Regions from separate parts of the Mus musculus genome. Here all the other regions are linked to region 3. The links are chromatin contacts, called in public Hi-C maps. All regions are on one chromosome and are shown on one strand. The core of a region is the stretch at or near the end of the contact, and the rest is flanking DNA. Distances in the headings are between cores, read along the strand shown.

Evidence for each region. A called contact is a pair of places that touch in the nucleus more often than the background predicts.
Region 1: a contact with region 3 is called in a Hi-C map of olfactory sensory neurons, with 2.3 times the contacts expected there. The contact joins the promoter of Cacna1d here to the enhancer-like site in region 3. A contact is called at or near these places in 4 of 484 Hi-C or Micro-C datasets (cerebral cortex, cortical neurons, nephron progenitors and 1 more), 5 of 115 datasets of contacts at active chromatin or transcription factors (double positive thymocytes, embryonic stem cells, forebrain and 2 more) and 3 of 9 other capture datasets (adipose tissue, macrophages and pancreatic islet).
Region 2: a Hi-C map of forebrain shows a contact between it and region 3, with 3 times the contacts expected there. The contact joins two enhancer-like sites. A contact is called at or near these places in 12 of 484 Hi-C or Micro-C datasets (CD4 T cells, LSK cells, bone marrow-derived macrophages and 5 more), 1 of 115 datasets of contacts at active chromatin or transcription factors (double positive thymocytes) and 1 of 9 other capture datasets (pancreatic islet).

What each region holds. Positions count from the first base shown.
Region 1 is chr14:30,350,441-30,355,277 of GRCm38.p6, reverse strand. Cacna1d (calcium channel, voltage-dependent, L type, alpha 1D subunit) reads left to right here and starts at 1,792. Exons shown (of 47, transcript NM_001083616.2): 1 at 1,792-2,353; 2 at 4,329-4,638. The coding sequence starts at 2,287.
Region 2 is chr14:30,134,987-30,139,223 of GRCm38.p6, reverse strand. The region is part of intron 9 of Cacna1d (calcium channel, voltage-dependent, L type, alpha 1D subunit); the gene reads left to right. Among named protein-coding and RNA genes, the nearest start is that of Gm52106, 64 kb to the right of the region's middle. Within about 2 kb of position 2,038, at least 44 of the 459 cell types and tissues checked have an H3K27ac peak or open chromatin away from gene starts, as enhancers often do. A contact at or near this core is called in double positive thymocytes and forebrain, where this site is marked.
Region 3 is chr14:30,253,212-30,257,870 of GRCm38.p6, reverse strand. The region is part of intron 3 of Cacna1d (calcium channel, voltage-dependent, L type, alpha 1D subunit); the gene reads left to right. Among named protein-coding and RNA genes, the nearest start is that of Gm52107, 31 kb to the right of the region's middle. Within about 2 kb of position 1,575, at least 29 of the 459 cell types and tissues checked have an H3K27ac peak or open chromatin away from gene starts, as enhancers often do. A contact at or near this core is called in cerebral cortex, cortical neurons, double positive thymocytes and 2 more, where this site is marked.

The DNA.
Region 1 (4,837 bases), core at 543-3,042, 97 kb before region 3:
CCCTGTGGTTGTCTCTTCTCCCCGCTTAGTTAAGCGGTTAACAGAACTGGGAAGACTTCTCAGAGCCCTTCAATTCCAGGGCTCCAGAGCACCCTTGCATAGTGCTTCCTACACTTGGTATAGCCCAGCTTCTGCTTCTTCCAGTAGATGGTTTGCCCTTGAGGAAGGGACTGTGCACACAGATCAAAATTGGTAACTCCTAGCCTAGACAACTGCGCTTAACAGATGCCTGTTCAGTGTTGGCTGAACTAAATCGGACAATGGGCCAGTGTTAGCAAGGCATTTTCTGTAGAAGTCTCCAGAGGATAAGCTATAGACCTGGAATTCTGATAGTGACACACGTGCTTCCTTGCAAATCTGACCTATCAAAGGATATGTTCTTGCATCCTTTTTGATTTCAGCTAAGCACCAGCACAGGTGAGGTTGCTCAGACCAGCTTTCTTTTACACAGGCCACAGGCTGCTTCCCAATCCTGCCACTCTCCAAAGAGCCAAGTGAAAAAGCAGGCAAGCATGGTTGTTTTCCTCTATCCTAACTAGACACCCCTCTCTCAGGAAGACCCCTGGAGAGTCATTCTTCCCAGGTGGATCCCCCCTGCAACAATCAGAGATGCTCGGTGTGTCCTCTTTGAGCAAGGAGCACCTTCCCAGAAACATTTATTTTCTTAATTCACGCTGAGCCTTTTGCTTTAAAGACACTGTTCTCAAACGTTCTAAAACTCCGTAGGAACAAGCAGATCCGAACAAAGGCAAATAAATCGAATCCTGCAAAGTAACAAAGCAGACGCCTTTTCCCAACAGCCAGCACAAAGCTAAATGAAAAATATCAGTCATCCACTAGATACAGTATTTCCCCCTCCAGACGGAGCTGGGGCCTGTAGACCTCCCCCACTACAAACAGGAGGCCGAGAAGGTACAAAAAAAAGTATTAATTCCTAAACGAGTCATCAATTTGAGCTGCACAGTCTACCTCTCCACACTAGCAGTTTGAAAGACCTTGGCTGTTACTTCTCTGTACCTGTCTCCAAATACACGTGGAGGTGATGGCGAGAGGGAGGGAGCCCACCGCCACGTATGCATAAGGGAGGGAGGACGGGATTCAGGGCTGAGGGCAGATCTCTGAGGACAGTCAGTGCTCCCCAAAGAACAAGCCCCCCATCTCTTTGCACCTCTAAACTGGAAGAAACGGTGTAAGAGCTGGGGGACGCCTGTCCAGTCCAAGCAGAGCCCTCGAACCCTGAGCTTTGATGCTGCAGCAGCAGCGATCGCCTGCGGGCACCTGGGTTCCTGGGGGGAGGGGGGCGGGGCCTCCCCCAGGTGTGAGAGTGCGAAGGCCACCAGAGCCAGCCCAGCGGACCCCAGGGGACCCCAGCAGCCTCCGCTTGGGGACGCCGTGTAGAGGAGCGGCGCATCGGCGCCCCTAGCAGCAGGCACGGGGCCCCACGGGCCTGGCTCGGGGAAGGGGCGCCCGCGCGGCGGCGCCGAGGGGGTTAACCGGGCTGTCGGCGGCCGCAGCGCACTTAACCCTCGGTCAGCCGCGCCAGCCTGGGGGTGGCGGCGTCCGAGTCGCGCGCCGTGGAGTCCGGGGGGCGCGTGGGCCGCAGGCGGGCAGCTGGGGCGCGGCGCGGCCGGTGGGAGGCCCGGGCGCGCGGGGGAGGGCGGGGGACGGCGGCGGCGGGCGCGCAGCGTCGCCAGGGCGAAGCCGGCGTGCAGCGCGGCGCGGCGGGCGCGGAGCGGGCGGGCGGGCGGGCGGGCGAGCGCCTCCGTCCCCGGATGTGAGCTCCGGCTGCCCGCGGTCCCGAGCCAGCGGCGGCGCGGGCGGCGGCGGCGGCGGCGGGGCACCGGGCACCGCGGCGGGCGGGCGGACGGGCGGCATGGGGGGCGCGCCGAGCGGCCCGGCAGGCCGGGCGGGCACCACCACGGTGTCCCTCCGCTAGAGGAGGGGACCAAGCCAATTCTCCTTTGCAGTAAAAAAAAATAAAAAAAATAAAAAATTACATGTATATATTACTAAGATAATATATACATCTGATTTTATTTTTTACAAAAAGTTTATTTTGCTCCATTTTTCAAAAAAAAAAGAAGGAGCGTGGGTGGCAGGCGGTTTTTATAAATTATCTTTATTTTTGGTTATTTGTCTCTGTCCTTCCCCACCCCCTGCTGAAGCGAAAATAAGGGCAGGGACCGCGGCTCCTACCTATCCGTAACCTCCCATATCCGTTCCTCCCCCTCCCTAACCCTGAGCATAGTGCCCTGCACACAGTAGGCGCTCAATAAATGTTCGTGGATGATGATGATGATGATGATGAAAAAAATGCAACATCAACGGCAGCACCAAGAGGACCATGCGAACGGTGAGCAGCCTGAGCTTGGGTACCCGCTGCCAAACCTCATCCTATCATGATCCTACTCTTCCCACCCCCAACCCCCCATCTCCGATGCGTTGGGTGGGTTGAGGGGGTTGGAAATGATGCTTTTGGCTTGGTGTCATCTACATAGAAAGGGGTGATGCGCGGCAGCTACTCCGTTCTCCTCTTCAGGCCGTGAATGTCAGTTAATTCTGCATTTGCTGGGGTGGGGGCGGCCATTTGGGTGTGTGTGGAGTACTGTGGAGCCAAGGGGCAAGAGTGAGGTGATCCGGGTTCAGTGTGCTCGGGCTCAACTTTCCTCTTTCATCGCCCCTGAGCGATGGAAGAGGAGGTGTTAGTCTTCAGCCTGAACCCTTTTTCCAGCCTCCCCCTATCTCCCGCGCCTCTGGTTGACTAAGAAGAAGGTCCTTAGTAGCATCAGGAAAATTCTAGGACTGTTCCAGGTTTACCCCTTGGGTCGCTTGGTCCCATCATCTCATGGGAGAAGCCCCGGGTCTTGGGATCTGAGGGAACAGGGTCGGGTGGAGCGTGTATTCCCGCTCCCTGTGCCTCCTGTGCACACGTCGGTAACCTAGCAATGCCCAGAGAGTTGCTGCCGCTGTGGGGCTCTGCAACTCACCACGTGCAGTTTCCACACCAGCGGGGGCCGGGTCTAAGAAGGCTGGGGTGCTTTTGGCCAGGTTCCCTTCATGGAGGTCGTTAGCATTTCCCAGCCCTGGTTTTCTTGAAGCCTTTTCCGGTGAGCGCTTCTCAAAGGAACCGCTTGGCAAAACTAGTCCCTGATCTCAGATTGAGTGCCACCTGCCTGCTTTGCTCTGTCCCAGGCTTAAGGACAGTAGGGCAGGAGACCTGTGCTTGCTTTGACTCTTTACTTAGTGATAATTGGTTTTGCAAACGCCCGATTTCCAACCTCTGACACCACTCTCACTTTGACATCTGCTTCAGCAGAGGTGATGGTGGCCCAATGTCCATCTTCCAAGGAATGACCAGACCCACAGTGAGGCGAGCTCTATACATGAAGGGACACCCTCCATCCCATGCCCTCCCCTTCCCCCCTCCCCCGCCCGCTTTTGAGTATTTTGCCCTGGGAGTACCTGGATGCTACTCTACACTGAGATAATTATTGCATAGGCCTTGAGGTTCCCTGACATAATGCACCCTGACTCTTAGGGTGCAGGCCGATTAGATGCTGGCTTGGCTGCTGCTGCTGCAATTTAAAATGCAATAATAATAATAAAAAAGCCTTAAAGATGTTTTTCTGTTTTCTGAAGCTTGTGGAGGAAATGAGTCCCAAGCATCATGAATTTTCATTTGTAGGAAGTGTTAATGCATAATCTAGATATTTGTTGTGGGGCTTTTGGTATTGCCTGGTGCCAGTAAAGAGGTTTTTTTTTTTTTTCCCATGTAGAAAAAATTGCATATATGGCTATGGAGAGCTTTTGGAGGAATAGTCTAAAAGTGGTTAAAACTACTGAATTATTGGTTGAGTGTGTGTGTACGTGTGCCCGCGTGTGTGCGTGTGTGTGTGTGTGTGTGTGTGTGTGTGTGTGTGTTGGTAATTACTTTTTGAGAAAGGGAGTTGTGTATATCTGTTAAGCCATGAGAGATACATGTGTTTTCAAAGTCAGGAAAAGACACGGGATCACTGTGAGAATGGCCTCAGTTTGTCAGAAGAGATGCACTAAAAGATTCCTTTTGAAGACACAGGTATGGAAGAGTACCAGTGTGGTTAGGTGTGGCACAACAATGGCCCTGCATGACTGATGCTCAGAGTAGAGCTCTGGTGACTTTTGCATTGCCTGGCCAAACCCCACTACTTGTGACAGAAGGTTCAAAATGGGAAATGCAAGATGGGAGACACTTTTGCTTTTTAAAAAGATAGTATGGATTGAAGTCTTCTTCTTCTTCTTCTTCTTTTTTTTTTTTCCAAAAGGAATAATCTCTTTTCTCCTCTCCTCAGAGGCAAACTATGCAAGAGGCACCAGACTCCCTATTTCTGGTGAAGGACCAACTTCTCAGCCCAACAGCTCCAAGCAAACTGTCCTATCTTGGCAAGCTGCAATCGATGCTGCTAGACAGGCCAAGGCCGCCCAGACCATGAGCACCTCTGCACCCCCACCTGTAGGATCTCTCTCCCAAAGAAAACGTCAGCAATACGCCAAGAGCAAAAAACAGGGTAACTCGTCTAACAGCCGACCTGCCCGTGCCCTTTTCTGTTTATCCCTCAATAACCCCATCCGAAGAGCCTGCATTAGTATAGTGGAATGGAAGTATCCTTTTTTTTCTGTGGGAAGTCTTTCTCATTTGCCATCTGTGCTTCAAAAGGATTTGCTTTCTGCAGTGACACTTCTCAGAGCCTTAGCAGTCTGGAATGTGAGCAATGGTGGCAACTGCAGGCAAGGGGCTTCATGGGCTACGGCTTCCTGTCTCCCCAGCTTGCAGAGGGTGTGTCCATGAGTATATTTAGCC
Region 2 (4,237 bases), core at 789-3,288, 120 kb after region 3:
TCCTTATAAACTGGACATGGTATGCCATAATCTCAGCACTGGAGAAGAAGAGACAGTGTGATACAAAGTTCAAGGTTACCCTTGGAGACCAGGCTCCAGGATGTGTAAAATTCTATCTCAAATAAAACAAACAAAAAAAAAAAAAAAAGAAAAGAAAAGAAAAAGAAAATCACATTTCTTTTTTTTCTTTTAATTTATAAGACAGCTTTTTAATCACAAAGTATCCCAAAGAAGTTTAGAAATGAAAATATTCTACCAAAAACCATAGAAGAAACAGCAGCAGTAGGTAGGTGGCTCACGATAAATATGAGTCCAGGTCACCTACCCTCTCTGGAGGAGCAGCTGGCAGTGCTATGACTGGGGAGACTGATGGGAGGGCCAGCCCTGGGGTCAGAGGTTGGATGCAGTGCCCACTGTCATCTGCCCTGGCCTGCTCTCCCCTGGGACGATTAAATCAGCACATGCCGTGTGGCTTTCATCACAAGCTTAAGCAGTCTGGTATTTATTTACTCAAAGGTCATGGGGCGGCAATTAGCATTTATCTGGCATTTCGTGTGTATCAGATGCTGTTCCTGGGGCTATGGGCACATGAGTTCTTATTCTTCACACTGCTCTATGAGACAGGAACTTGATGGATGAGGAAATCAGAGTGTGCCAGCCTTACATAGCCTCCCGAGGCTGCGCAGTCGTGAAGCGCTGCACTGGAGTTGGAACCCACCACTGTTGGCGCTCAGGGTAGCAGCGTGAACCTGGGAGAGTGGGGCCTAAAAAAACAAGGTGGAGTAAAGTCCCATGCAATAGCCAGCTTTATTCAGAGCATCAGACAGTTTATACTCTGGGGGTTAACAAGAGTCACCTGAGAAAAGTGTACAGTCAGGAGGACAAGACACACATGGCAAAACCATGCTTTTCCTTGGAGGAGTAAACAAGTAACAATAGCCAGTTGTAATGAATAGTCTGAAGTGAGCTCACTCCTATTCACTACTACACCCAGGAAGGGGACATAAGCGCATTCCAAAAACAACCCACATCCTGTTGCACCGAGGTTATAAGACCTCTTGTCTTAGTTACTTAGAGTTTTCTCACAAGGTCTCAGAGATCTCACACAGCTTTGTTCATGGGCTATGTTCCAACTCATGGGTATTGGAACATTTGTGCCATGTTCTTCAGGGTTAGGTTGGGGAGGGGGAACTTGCAGTGTGGAGAGAGCATGCCCTTTGTAGAAATGCAGTAGTCCCACTAAGGTGTAGGCCCGTGTTCCTATGCTTTTGCAGGCCCCAATATGGCCCCCTATACTGCCTGTGCACTCCCATTTCTGAGCATGCACATGTAGACTCTACTTTAGAGGTTAGCTGGATGGCTTGGCACGAGTTCAGAAATGCAGCACTGCTAGATGTCAGAGAGTCTGTGACTGTCTCCCTTGTGACCCGATGACCATTAGGGGCTTTAGTAACAAGGATGCTAACAGTTATGGGTGGTCATGTGTCGCTGGAGTGAAGCACATCGCTTCTCTTACCTTGGTTCTCATTTACTTCTTCTCCAGCAACTCATTAGCAATGGCCCAGTCCTTGCTAATATCTCACGAGTAAGCAACACTAGGTAACCAATCCATGTTCATACAGCAGTGGGAGGTACAGTTGTCAGAGTCCAGAGCCCACCTTCTTCACTGCCACCTGCCCTGCCCCAGAGACCAGTCCTGATTGGCATCACACTCCCAATTCATACCCAGAGCCTCTGACTCCCTGAAGGGCACTTTCCTTAAGCACTTTCTTAGATGCAAGGACAAACATAGGAGACCTGTGTCACAAACTAGATAGTAGATTGCGCATTCAGAATAGGTTCTCTGGGACAGGTTGACAAATGCCCTCAACCCTTCAGATCCTGAGCTATAGATTCCTAGCTAGGAGGAGTGGGTGGCAAAAGTGGATTGGAGACATGCCGACATGCCTCAGGCCTCCGCTGTTCCACACTGGACCAGCTGTTGCTGCCCTTTCTGCCCGCCTGCTTGCCTGCCTGCCTGCCTGCTAGGCTGCCCTGTTTGTATTGCTCTTGCTGCCCTCTACTGTCTGGTAATGGAATTGCCTGTGTTCAACCTGAAGGGGTCACGGTGGCTGATCTGCTAAGAGAGGATAAGAAGAAAAGGAAGTTTTGCTGCTTTCGACAACGCAGGGCTAAAGATCACGGTAACTTGCTGAGGTGTTCTTGCTCTGTGGAGGCTCCTTGCCTGACGTTTCTGGTTTCCTCTCCCTGTGCATAGGCATTGCGTGAGCTGCATGCGCTGTGTGGAAAGTGCCTATGTTTTAATCGCTTGGTTTCTCTGATGCTTGGTCATGCTTGGTCTTTTGGCCTTTTCCCTCAAACGTGTGGCATCACTGAGATGGCACCTTTCCGTTTGCACTGTGCCTATGAAGAAGCCTCTGAGCCAACTGAGGGAGCTCGTTTGATTCAGTGTGAATATTCTTAGCCTGGAAGACACGCTTGGAAATGCTTTTCCTTGAATGATGCTTTTAAGTTTAAACTGTTTAGAAATTCCAATAATGTTATTTGGCTGATTTTTTTTTCCAGGCTACATGTTTCAAATTGCTTCTTGGGCGTCGCTGGCTCATTTACCCAAGGCCATGCTAAAGCTAGTAATCTCAGCTTCAAGAGTAAGGGAGGTAGCCCCCCCCCAAAAAAAAAAACCAACCAAAAACAGAACAAAAGCCATCTGGGGGCACTCAGTTCTCTTCAATGAGAATAGCCTTATTTGGGAAGTATAAAGTTAAATATAAAGTTTTGTCCTAAATACTGTTGACCGCACCCTTACCCCGTCCCCAACCACTTGACAAAGCATCCAGGATCATTAACATAGAGATGTGTATACCAAGAACAGCTTGCCCAGCTGTCTGTGGGTCACTGCTGTAGCTGGGAGGCAGTGCACGCTTTGCTTGGATACCTTGGCATGGACAGCTTAGTGCTGACACCAAGATGGACCCCAGTCAGAAAGAGGAAAAAATCTTTGAGAAGACATGGACTGCAGAGGCAGATAGCCAGCTGCGCGCCAGCCGCTCACCCAGAAGAGAGATACACGGCATGGTTTTGTTGCAGTGTGAGAATGCTGAGCTCAGAGGTTAAGTGGGGTTGTCTGTGTTAGAATCCTAGCCTCCTCAGAAGGCCTGAAGAGGAAAGGCATCAGGGGATAGTCAGATGGAAAGCATTTGGCTCACAGGGCCCTAAAAGCTCGAGAAGGAAGAACTCTGTAAAGCTTGCACACCAATATAGGCCAAGGATGAAGCCGACCTGCTTGGGTTTAGTATTTACAACATGCTGATGAGTGCCTTGGGGCCTCTGTCAAGAGAGGTAACCCCTCCTGGGGGCCACTCACCTCAGTAGCAGCGTGGCCTCTGGGGTGGTTTGACGATGTGAGAGAGAGGAAGCCATCTTATCTCTTTGAGGAAGCTGGCTTCCTGGAGTGAGGAATGGCCGTTCTATTGCTGGGAACACAGACCGACTCTGCTGGCGATGGTGGGGCAGGAACCTCGGTTGCTGTGCCACCTTTCCCACAGTACCACCTTTCTCTTTCTCTAACAAAGAGAGTAGTTTTTCTGGGCACAACTCCAGGTCTTGATTCAGACCTGGAGGCCTCAGTCTGACCTTGACCCACATTTCCCAAGGTGAATGTGGCTGCGTCATAGAAATCCCTCGCTCTGTGTGAGCAACACGCATTAGCACAAGCATGTAGCGGTGCCTTCAGGGGCCACCTGGGACTTTGGGGTTTAGCCGTGTTGTCACAGCACGACGCTGCTCATGCTTGCCATGAAAATGATGCAAGGACAGAAGAGCTTGGGGTCAGACCCCTGTTCCTGGGGAAGGAGCACAGTCCTGCCACTGATGCGTTATCCAGCCTTACCTCTTGCCCCCATCCCTTGGGAAGCTTAGCAGCATCAGGAAGTACTAAAAGAAATCCCCAAGTGTGGGCGAGAGCTTGTGCTGAGAAGGGGAGATATAAGGCTCTGTGATAAGCTGAGTGCACACACTGCTCTTACAGGGGTGGGAAGTTTAGTGTGGGGCACCAGCACTGTATAGGTCACAGGCACCTGTAACTCCGGCTCCAGGGCATCTAATGCCCTCTTCTGGCCACCTGCATGCGTGTGGCTTACGTTTACACTTAACATAGATACAAACATTTTTCAGAAGGTAAAATAATTTTAAAAGCAAGCCACTCAGAGTCCCAGGACATCTATGCAAGCAGCTGCTG
Region 3 (4,659 bases), core at 326-2,825:
TGGCTTGAGAAAGGGGCAGGGGAGAGCATGAAGGTCTTGTCCTTGTATAGGGAGCTGTTTGCTGCTGGGCTGGGGCTGAGCCTTCCCAGAGGGCACCTGCTACAGTGGGAAGATCTCATGGGGTGGGAGCAGTGGCAGCCCTTTAGTTGCGGGGCTAGTCCTTGCCTTAAGTGCTTTTATAACAAGCCCATTCCATTTGCCCTTGTCGGCTTCCCTATGAGGGAGACATGCTCTCTGTTTTACCCTTGATCCCTAGTGGAGGAAACTAGAGCTCTTATGAGCAGGCGCTGAGAAGCCTGCGGTGCTCTGCCCTGGTAACAGGGCAGGTGCAGGCCAGAGCAGAGCAACCACCTTGGGTCTGCACCTCTGGAAATCTGTTTCTTTTCACATCTCTTATTTTCTTCCTTGTTTGGTTTAAGTAGTTCGAGCTATGGGTCAGGAACAAAATAGGTTCCAAATTGTGTACAGGGTCTATGTGTAATGGGGCCAGAAAGTATTCCTCCTCTTGAGAACACTGGAACTCTCCTGAGGACTCTAGTGACAGGCTGGACACTTTGTTGATTCGGGCACGAGATCCTTGTAGGCTGGCAATCAATCTCGCCACAAAGTGTGGTGGCCAAGGGAATTACTTCATGCAAAGAAAAGGATTTCCCATTGGAATTTCCCTGTGTTCTCATTCTCTCTTGTTCATTCTCTCTCTCTCTCTCTCTCTCTCTCTCTCTCTCTCTCTCTCTCTCTCATGTGCTTTCTTAAAGAACAAACAGCTCGTAGTCCTGGGCCAGCCATTCTTTGTCTAGTCTCTGGTTTTACTTATTTTTCTCTGAGGTAATAGTTCCTTACCTGATTTTTCTAACACTCTATATTGTTTCCAGTGATAAGACAGAATATCATTTAAAAATGACAAAGTTAATGCTCCCTCATTAAAATCATTGTGGACCACAAACAGTATTTAGAAGGGCTGGAGACTATCCAGGAAGTCATACCACTAATGATAACTCTTTATGTTTGTTCTGTGTCAGTCTCTCCCTGTGTAGTCCCGTCTGGCCAGGAACTCACTGCATAGAACAGCCTGGCTTTGAACTCACAGAGATTCACCTGACTCGGTCTTCAAGTTCTGACTAAGAGCTGTCCACCACCATCAAGCCCCTTGTAGAGAGGGCCAGTTTGAGGAAGGGTGATAAGACTGTGGACTCTGTGGGACACACTGAGTTTGGGACACCTGCAAAGTGCTGGGTGGGGTGACAAGCTACGATTTCACTCACTGCCATAAATGAATATGCAAATGAAACAGTAGACATGAGCCAGGCTATCACATTCTGTGTTCTAAAACCAAACCCAGATCCGTGCCAGTGCTTTGAGAGATACAACTATGTTTGTGTTTGTTTAATGAAGGCCATTCCTCAAGTCTCAGTCAAGATCCTATAATGGCAAAGGGAAATTCTGTCAGTAAGTAGGGTGACAAATCACTATTGTGTCAGCGCATCCAGTGAGCAGTGAGTGGGTGAAGGTGTAGTGGGCATGTCTCTGTCGCCACACTGACTTAAGGCCGTGCACATCCACCGAGCTGTACCCCAATTTACTTAATTAGCTTCTTGCAGCACACTCTTTGTAAGAAGGGATCGTTCTGCAGCAGATTCACAGTGTTCTCAAATTTGGGATTAATTCTTTGGATAAGTTCCCAGAGGCATTTCTTCAATTATAAGGTACATGCATTTTTATGACCCTTATTGCTACAAAGGAACTGATTGTATATAAAAAGGAAGCTCTTGGGCAGGCTGGGGGAAGTGCAGTGATTTTTCTCAGTATTGCTGGGAAAGGCTTAGTCTTTTGGGTTTCATAAGACCCCTCTGTGGGGCACCCGAAAACACAGGGACAGGCTTGCTTCTCTGACTCACTGTTCCGCGTTCTCTGAGAACTTGAAGTTGCCTCTCCCAGAACAGAAGAGTGACTCAGAACAAGCCGCTTCCAGCCTGGGGCTGGGGGCCTAATAGCTGGGTAGATGCGCAGATAATTGTAACCAAGGATGCATCTGCTTGATCTGGGCTCTCTGCAAAGCTGGGGGAGGGGGAGTTCAGAGCAGTGCTTCACTGGGGCTGCAGCTAGAAATTGGATTTGTGAAGCCATCTGATAGCTGGATAGAGAGGCCGGCGGGCAAGATGCACCTATGTGAGGTGTTGAGACTCAGATGTGGCCAGATTTTCTTTTTTAAATACACTTTTTAGTTTTTGAAGTATTACAGATGAGGAGCCTGTCTGAAAGCTCAGAAAACGAAGTCATTCTTAAGAGTTGATTTGAGGTGAGCGGATTCTGATCTTCTTTGTTGGAGGGAAACACAGTGATCTCTAAGTTAGGAGAGTGCAGGAAAAGGTCCTAATTAATATCTTTTTACTTTCATTTTCTTTTTGAGGAGAGCTTTCATTTTTCTGGCTGCTCCCCACACGTTTGCATTTGGTCGGTGTCACAGCTAAATCACAATTTCTGACTGGCAACAGATGTGCGAGTCTTTAATTCTTTAGATCCATAGGGATCTCCTTCGTGCAGAAGTCTGTGTCTCTCCCCCTCTTTAATTAAACCTTTAATGAATATTTTATCAAATGAAGTCCATGTCTTATATTTCATTATTCATATTGTTTACAGGCTCCTATTAGCATAATTTATAAACTAAGATTATAGGGGGAAGTGATGGTTTAGGGACATTGGTTTCATATTCTGCTGCAGGAGAAAGCGGGGCCTCTGAAGTGTGTGTTTTGCCTGGGGTGACCATGCACTCCCTGTGTGAATGGTCTGAGTATTAAGTTGTCCTGTGGTACTTCCCGAGACACAGGCACTACTGCAGCTCTGTCAGGTCTGTGGAGGTGAGTTCAGATTGGCTTTGCCTGACTAGGTGGTTATAGCCAGCCACGTGTCCAAGGTCAAGGTCACTTTTATCTGTTCACTGTCCAAATATGGCCCAGTCCCCTGGTGGCCTTGTCAGGTCCTCTTATACCTCTGTACCTACCTCCTGCACGCTGACCTCCCTTCTCATAGTCCACCTTCTGTCTCCCTCCCTTCCTCCCTCCCTCCCTTCCTCCCTCCCTTTATTTTATTCCCACCCCTCCTCTTTCCTGACTTGGTAGTATGGATAGTGGTCCCAGCTTCTAGCCCCAGCATCCTCTGCAGTAGCCTGTCTCTGTCAGTCTGCGTGCTCAGGCCTGATCTGGCTGTCTCCCTCACATACCAACGCTCCTGTAAACCTTTCCCTCACACCATATACATTCTTTCCTTCTATCCCTTGCATTGCCATGCACTGCCAGTTCAGGGTTGGTCCAGCTAGCTGTTGTCTCTCCTGCCGGCACCTTCAGCTTCTGCTCCTTCTTCTCCTCTGTAACTGCCCCTCCATGTGGGGCTCTTTCTGCTCTGGTAGTAAATGCCATTTCTTCCCATCTTAGAGCTTTGGGTTCCTGATCATTGCTCGCTTCCTGGCAAGCCTTCTCTGACTGGCTGAGATCAGATGGCCCTCCTGCAGTACCTGTCCTGTCCTACCTTGGAATTGTTGCTTATGGTTTATGTTTTTCTTTTCAAACTCTGGCTTAGGTTTTGTAGGGCAGAGCCAATTTCAGACCTCCCATTTCTTCGTGTCCATGGGATGTCCTAGAAACTCTACGACTTTGGCATCCGAATGCCATCTCTGTCTGTCTCTTGTAATCAGAAGTAGATCAAAAATTCTTCTTGTCAGCAGGAGTGCCCTGATTTTCAGTTCACAAAATAACTGGTCATCCTGATTATAATTTCTGTTGTCTGGGCATGTTGTCCAGAGAGTTTGAAGGGCACAGGTGTTGGATCAACTTCCTGAGCTAAATTCTAACTTCATCCATTGTAGTGGAGTGACCTTGGATCAAGGACCTCTCAGAGCCCGAGAGCACTTAACATCTACAGTATGAGCATAGCACCCACCTCCTGGGGTTGAAAGAACTGTCTGTGATGCAGGGGAGTACCCCACTAAGCCTTCCAAGGCATGAGCATCTGGGATGCACTGGCCACTGTTCTTGGGGCACCATTTCTTCATTTCCTGTGGGACTTTGTGCTAGCTTTTCCCCCTACACATGGGCTTTTAGTAAACATTCATAGACTGAAATACACAGTTGAGGAGGCGTGGAACCCTGATATTTGAGGCCAGCATTCAGAGCCCTTCCCTCCTATCCAGTCCCCATCCTGCCTTCCCACAGAAACCAGACTCACTCTGTGGGGAACACTACAGAGTCACCTTCTCTGCTTCTCACACAACAAGTGGGGGAGGGCTGATCATTTCTTATTCTGTCTGGGTGACAGCCATCTCCCTGGAACACAGCATCCTCTTGCCCCTACAAGCACACCAATACCCTCTTCATCAGCATCTTTTAGGATAGCTTTCCGACTCTTGTCGATCCTGAGTGTCTATATGCCCAACCAGTAGCATTTTGCTTGCATGATAATTGTATGATTTTAAACTACTGCATGCAAGAGTGACATATCCCCTTTCCTGGGAACTTCACGGAGCATGGAGGGGCTCAGGACTCCCTCATCAATTGAGAAAATCTTATACAAAGAAATGACCACTTGACCTAGTGTGGTACCACTTTGCTAGTTCTTGGATGTTCGTTCTCATCCTGGGTGCTTGTTAAATGTCGTGTCACCTAACAT